2 separate regions of the Zea mays genome follow, and region 1 is linked to region 2. A link is a contact called in public Hi-C data. All regions are on one chromosome and are shown on one strand. Each heading gives the region's core, a stretch centred on a gene start, on an enhancer-like site or on the middle of the called end of the contact. The rest is flanking DNA. Distances are from core to core; before and after follow the strand shown.

Region 1 (3,687 bases), core at 830-3,329, 180 kb before region 2:
TATCCCCCACACGCTGGTAACCATTGTTAAAGATATTGTAAATGATTTTGGTGTAAATACATCATTTCCAATAAAGCATAAAGCGGTGAGAAAGAAACAATTTGATGAAAGTAGGTGCCACGAAGAAATTCTAGAAAATGAGAGAGCTTTTCAAGTCAACTATTTTTTTGTTTTAGTTGACATGGCGAGCACTTCTTTGAGGACCAGATTTGAAGAACTCTCCATGTTTAGGTATATTTGGGTTTTTATTGAACTCAAGCACACTAAGCTCACTAAATGATAGAGAACTTGAAGAGTTTTGCACTAAATTTGCAAACACTTTCTCTCATGATGGTTCATGTGATGTTGAGTTAAATGATTTGATTTCTAAATTGAATATTCTAAAGTTTACTTTGCCTAACGACACATTATCTGCTGTGGAGATTTTTGAGCATATTAGAGTTGTGGATTGTTATCCTAATGCCTCTATTACTTATAGAATATTATTTACTGTGTTTGTTACTGTTGCATCTGCTGAAAGAAGCTTCTCAAAATTGAAGTTACTGAATAATTATTTAAGATCAACAATGAGTCAAGAAAGGTTGAATGGTTTGACGCCTTTATGATCGAGAAGAAGCTATTGAATGATATCGATATCAATAGTATAATCGATGATTTTGTACAAAAAATATTAGAAGAAGTTTTATAAGATGAGAAGTGACAAGTAAATTTTTATTATTTCAGCCAATGTTATTTTATAAACAATAATGTGTAATATTCTATATTACAGTAACTTATATACAATTTCTTTACTGATATGTATTTAGTAGATGTGTAGATGATATATACATATATCTAGTTATATGGGGCCTCTATATAAATTTTTGTTTAGGCCCCCCGAAATGTCAGGACCGGCCCTGTCTATGATCCTTAACACTATAAGGAGATTGTCAATTTGTCATCAAAGATTTGTGATATATATGTTGTATGAATTTTGAAATTAATTATGTAGATACGAATAATACATATATGCTGACTTTGCTAGATTTTTTTTTGCTAAGCGTGATGTATCGATTAGCCCTAAAATTTTGGTTATGCGTCTAATTACATAAAAAATGATGCCCTTTTTCATTATGTAATTTTTTTTTGCTGAGCTACATCCGCGTTCTTATTTTTTTGTTGTTGGCACCCGATCTGCATGGATATATGCACACGCCATTTTTTCGCTCGCGCAAAATAGAATTATATATTAGTTGGAGTAGTAATGATCTTAGTATGCATGTAGTAGTAGTAATATTAATTAGAACTAGAATATGCGTGTACTAAGGTTTAGAAAAACTTTTAAAAATGATCTTCAGCATCTCCTAATAAACCACAATTATTGGAACCTCCATAAGCTGTTCGATATCCCATAGACATAGACTTGTCAACCCTCTTCCACATCATGTTGCCAACATTTTAAAATGTGCATGCATGCTGGGTGTAGTTAATGCGCAACATTAGAAGCATGCAGAATAAACGCGCATGTAGGGGGTAAAAAACGGCTAAAGTTGCATGTAAAAGCTAAAACGTACTATAGAATTTTCATCCATATTTTTAGTAGGTTAAACGTCAAGAATTTTAATTTTGGAACCAGAGGGTGTATATATCCAGAGGCACGCTCCTAGTACTAGGGTATGTGCAAAAAGTGGATTTGTTTCATTAAGAATGTGCTAACGCATGTCCAAACAATGCCATGTCTTCGTCAGCTGCTGCTGCTAGAAGTGCGAGTCAGCTTGACGTGCATGCACGAGTCGCCTTTCAAATTGCGCATGCACCATTCGCGGTTCGCCTTTCCGAGAGAGAAGCGGCATTCGGAACTTGGATGCGGTCATTATTACTTCTTGCCCGGAAAACCAGCCTGCCTGTCTGCCATTACTCCTTCCCGGGAAGCTCGAGCTTTCCTGGGCTCCCTCCAATTGAAGCCTGCTTGCTCCCTTGCGTTTCAAGTCCGGTGGGCGTTCCCCCGTCGGTTTCGTCATGGGCTTCTCTAGATTCCCCAGCCCACACAGTACACGCACGGTGATTGTCTTGATGGGTTGGGTTTGATTAGAGGCGCGAGCGAGGCCAGCCCGTGCGCAGCGCACCATCGGCGTCACCTTCTCCGTCATGTGTCGTCACCGAAGAGGCGAGAGCGCGAAGTGGTGGTGGTGGCCGGTGGGGGGGCCGGGTTAGGTCAACCGCTGCGCACGGAGGGATCCAGATCCTGCTAATCACCATGTCCATGACAATAGCTGTTGACGATCCCAGATGGAGTGGTAGGGTTTGCATTGCATTGTAGTAGACAGTAGTAGTGCATTGCATGCAGCTGGCCTCCAGCTGTGGAGGGTGCAATGCCATCTGCAGGGGGCCGGGATTGTACGTAGTGCCACTGCCAATCCAATCCAAATCTTTGCAAGCGTGGGTCGGCGCCGGTTGCCAACGAAACGAAAAGGTAGACGACGCGTCCAGTCCATCTCCATACTCCTTACTCCATAGTCGGTCGATCAGCAGCATATCCTGATCTGGTGGGGTACGACGTTGTCGTTGTTTACTTATTCTTTATCATCATTGCTGCCACTTGTCAGTTTTCCCCTCCGTCCACAGTTCGGGTTTCTGCATGCCGTGTTGACAGCAGAACAATAGAGAGCCAAGCACAGAAAAAAGGTCAGCTCAATGTCGGATTTATTGTAGGAAAAATATTTTTTTTTTCACTCAGAAATGTACGTAGTGGATATGATATGAATGCGAATGTAGCAGTACTCGGTCCTATATCTACCTTTTTTCATAAAGTAGCAGTGGCTATTTCTGGACACGCGTGCTAGCCTCCAGGCCATCGAGCTGGTGTATACGTATACGTGGTAGTCTGAATTGTGCATGGTACGGTGTGAACTGCAGAGTTTTTACTCGCAGCTTCCAGAGTCCAGACGAGCTCTGCTCGATCGTCGTAGACTCTCTGCTTGCGCTTCCCCTGCCGGGCCAGCAAGTCAAGCTGACGGCTTCTCCCAAGTCTCAAGTAAGCGACCATTCTAAAGTACATTTTAGTTTAAAAATAAATTAGCAGTCGATAAATATCCGATTACAAATGGACTCAATTATACACCTCCTCCTGTGCTGGTTTTTGCCATCCCAAACTCGTACCCTTGTAAAATATATATACCCATTAAAAACTCGTACCCAAAACAAGTTTAAAATTGTACCCAAACCCGTACCCATCTGGTTAGCGGGTATCCACGGGTAACCCGTGAGTTTCATCTCTTGTTCTTCTCATAATTAATAAGTATCGTAATGATATATTAGTGAGATCATGGTCCAAAATTTATGTGATAAAAACAACTGAGTTCATGATTTGATATAAAAATTATTAGTAGAGAGATTGAAATATAAATAATAAGTTGTATAATTAAGTGACCTTGCACTAAGTTATCTATCCACCACGTATATAACGCTAATAAAAAAACTATAATAGCAAGCAAGCAACACTCTCACCAACTACTTATACATTCACCATTTGATAAAAATTAGGAGTAAATAGGAAGATAACAAATTTGTTGTTCGTTTATAAAATAAAATGACAATAGGTTTGGTCGGGTTTAAAAAATCCACGGGTTCACGGGTTTAGGTACTATAGAAACAAACCCATACATATAAACCTGTCGGGTATAGATTTACGCCCATTAATAAATCTAT
Region 2 (3,581 bases), core at 678-3,177:
TATTTAGTGATGCCTATATAATTTAAACTATTAATTTTCGAGAGTAATTATTATGCCCTTGGAAATAAGGTTATTTTATATGATTTAGGGTCCCATGAATTTTTTTCTATATAATATTGTATTAATGTGGTTTATTAGATTAGGGGCGTAGTATGGAGGAGGATCGTCGATGGATGTATAAATGTTGGAAGAAAAGAGTTAATGTATGATAGTTTATGTCTGACGACCGTAGTCAGAATTAAGCTTATTTCCGACCTTTTATGGTCAAGGGACGGGTGCTGTCGGAGATAAGCCTTCGGCCGTCGAAAATAGTTTATTTTCGACGGCTTAGTGTTTATCTCCGATGGCTTTGGCCGTAGGAAATTCTCTGTTTTACTGTAGTGCCGGTTCAAAAATCGATATTGTAGTCGGTTGTCTACTAATACTAGTAATACTAAAGACTATTTTTGTAAGACTGTCTATGTGTTTTAAACATTGTAATCGTATAATAATAGGAAAATGCAGCGGTGGTGAATAAGTATGCAAATCTGCTGCCACTTTTTAGGAACATGACACTGATTACTGATCTGTGTAATCGTTTGTGTATTAATATATAGTACTACTATTTAGCTGAAAAACATATTTTCCCGCAAAGGAAGACCAATTCATCATAATGTTTCCTGGTGTTCAAACAAGGCGATCCTCTGGTATGTGACGAAGGGGTCCTCGAACTCCCATGGCTTCCGCGCAGTAACCACGTCCTCCAGCTGCCACATCGGCTCCGGCCAGTCCATCATCGGCGGCCAATCAAGCCACTCGCCGTCGACGCTGCTGGTGCCACCGCTCGATGCTGCCGCGGAGGCGGAGTTGGACGAGGAGGAGGAAGAAGACGACTCGGGCGAGTAAACAGTGCCGAAGCAGGCCGCGGCCTGTGCACTGACCACGTCGTCGCCTGGCAACACGATGTCAATGTCGTCCAGGAGGAGCGCCATGGGCACGTCGTCGGTGCAGAACGATGCATCATCGTATCCTGACGTGATCGCCGTGACGATCTGCTTCTCCTCCCCCGACGAGCCAGCTGGCTCCTCAAGAGGAGGAGGAGGAGCTGGCTGATGGAGTGGCTTGTGTGTCACAGGGTCGATGCCCATTTTCTTGAGCTTCTTCTTGATGTGCGTGTTCCAGTGGTTCTTGATCTCGTTGTCCGTTCTCCCCGGCAGGTGCGACGCGATCTTGGACCACCGGTTGCCCAGCTGCGCGTGCAGGTCGATCACCGTCCTCTCCTCCTCCTCCGACAGCAGCCCGCGCTTGAGGTCCGGGCGCAGGTAGTTGGTCCACCGCAGCCTGCAGCTCTTCCCGCACCGCAGTAGTCCTGTTCATTCAGAAACCCACAAGCGCACGAGTGAGTTCATGGTCATGGCGTCTTGGCGTGCATGCCAGGCTAAGGCAGCGTGTAAGAAAAACAAAGCAAAGCTAGCCGCCGGCCGGCCAATGAGGGAGACCGGATTTATATGGTGATCACTCACCGGCGAGCTTAGGCACGGCGCGCCAGCAGCACTGGCCGTTGATGAGGAGGAAGGTGACGAGCTTCTGGTCCTCCTCCGCCGTCCACGGGCCCTTCTTCAGCCCCACCTTATCGCAGCACGGTTGCCTCCCCATTGCTCAGTTCGTTATAACAAACTCCTCTCGCTCGCAAATAAAGAAAAGCACGCGCAACCAGCTAGCTAAAAACCGTTGCGACTTGCAAGCGAGCTAGCTTTGCAACTTCACGGTGGAGACGCCATTGCCACCTTCCTTTATAAAGGACAATGGGAGGACGGGGGAGAGAAGACGTCGAGGCAGTCAGTCCTCCAGGAACGGGGTACGTGTGTAGCACGGGAGATACTGAGACTGGAGTGTGGGACCTGACGACGGTGTTACCACTTGGCCAGGTTTACTTTCCTGCTCGTGGTCGTGGGTCCCTTTCGCTTGCTTTGCACGGGCTGCTATGCTATGCCTATGCAGTTGCCAAGCCTTGGTCATTCTACTATATATCTAAACGACCCCATTATTTTTTTAGTTCTGATTGTTGAACAAGGAAATGAAATAGCCCATCATATCATAACCAAAGTTTTGATTTCTATGCTGACTATTTTTGTAGTAATATTCCACCCTAGTAGTATACATCTAGCTTCTAGGTGCGTGTTATTAGGACTCGCATGAAAGGAAAACATGAATACATGATATTAATATATAAGAAATGCTTCCATGCAACTTGAAGACAAATCCATACAAGTGTACACACTATAGGATTTCTTGTTACTCTATCTCGCGTATCCCTTGAATCCCAAGTTATACTGTATCGTCAGCTATAGTATCATCTTTCAAATTATAAAACATTTTGGCTTTTTTAATACATACATTTTATTGTGTATTTAGATATACACTAGGTCTAAATGCATATAGTAAAATCAATATGTATCTAGAAAAGTTAAAATGTTGCACTTATCAAGCATGCATACAGCATACAGGCATATGTTATATGTCACGTGTAAATTGTTTTCCACCTACAAACAATGCTTTAAGCATGTGTCATAGATTTATTTCTTACTACCTATTTGCGGATGTATTAGGATATCCAAATGTTGGTTTTCTCAGATGTGAATGTGATGCAATTAGTCCTGCTGATTACTCATGCAATTCTATGCAGCCAGTGCATTTTTTTTCCAAGACCGTATTTTGTATCATAAATGTCATAATCCCTTCTATGTCTTTCGAGGATGTAATTTCTTATCCATCCATGCCATCGTATAGAAAGAATTATAACATTTGTGATGATAAATAAGGTATTAGACAAAATTATAGTGACATATATAGAGAATTTTCTCATTACTTGTGGCCAATCTTATCATATCATCGAGATATCAAACGACGCATCCGGCCAGTTTTGATATTGCTCATGAACACACTACCAGTTTCCACAGTTTCATTGTCTTCTTCTGCTCCTCCGCATTTAAATAGTAAAAAAACTAAAATTACACATAAATTCAGATTTGAATCAAGTTATTGACTCCAAACTCATATTCACACTCATCTAACCAACAAAACGCACGAGTCTTTATGTTTTATACTATGTACTCAAGTATAAATAAAAATCGTATCAACGTACGCGCACTTTGCTAGTGTAACAGTACATCCAACTAATTGAAACACGTACTGATCCAGAGGTTCGCAGCCGCGGCAGTCTTCTCAAATTTGCTAGATTGGAAGTTGGAACGTTGACTGATGTCATACAAGACTGCAGGGATTGACAAAACCGCACCCTTTTAATTTGTTGCTAGGCCAGGACACACACGAAGCTTCTTACAAGAGAACAAAATAGTGACACGAACAATATGCTTATTAGCTAATTGTCTTCGTTGCATAAACTAATGCTCTATCAGATACGTGCTTCCCCAAATGAAAGTGGAATACGTACTATTCTGTCAACAAAACACGGTGCAAGTGGTGAGATATGCAGTGTGGAACGAAGGAAAATAATCAGACCGGTGAACTGATGAGAGCACGCGTCTGGAAACAGGAATTCGGCGAACACACCACTGTAGTTTGATCATTAGCTAGATAAC

The links. Hi-C and Micro-C count contacts between places; a contact is called where the count stands out from the background.
Region 1: a contact with region 2 is called in a Hi-C map of ear, with 2.8 times the contacts expected there. The contact joins the enhancer-like site here to the promoter of LOC103632719 in region 2. A contact is called at or near these places in 2 of 25 Hi-C or Micro-C datasets (ear and tassel).

The regions. Positions count from the first base shown.
Region 1 is chr7:113,381,438-113,385,124 of Zm-B73-REFERENCE-NAM-5.0, reverse strand. No RefSeq gene overlaps it. Among protein-coding and RNA genes, the nearest start is that of LOC100273108, 20 kb to the left of the region's middle. Within about 2 kb of position 2,079, at least 18 of the 20 cell types and tissues checked have an H3K27ac peak or open chromatin away from gene starts, as enhancers often do. A contact at or near this core is called in ear and tassel, where this site is marked.
Region 2 is chr7:113,204,651-113,208,231 of Zm-B73-REFERENCE-NAM-5.0, reverse strand. LOC103632719 (protein ODORANT1) reads right to left here and starts at 1,927. Exons shown (of 2, transcript XM_008654462.1): 1 at 1,503-1,927; 2 at 563-1,348. The coding sequence starts at 1,635. The coding sequence ends at 648.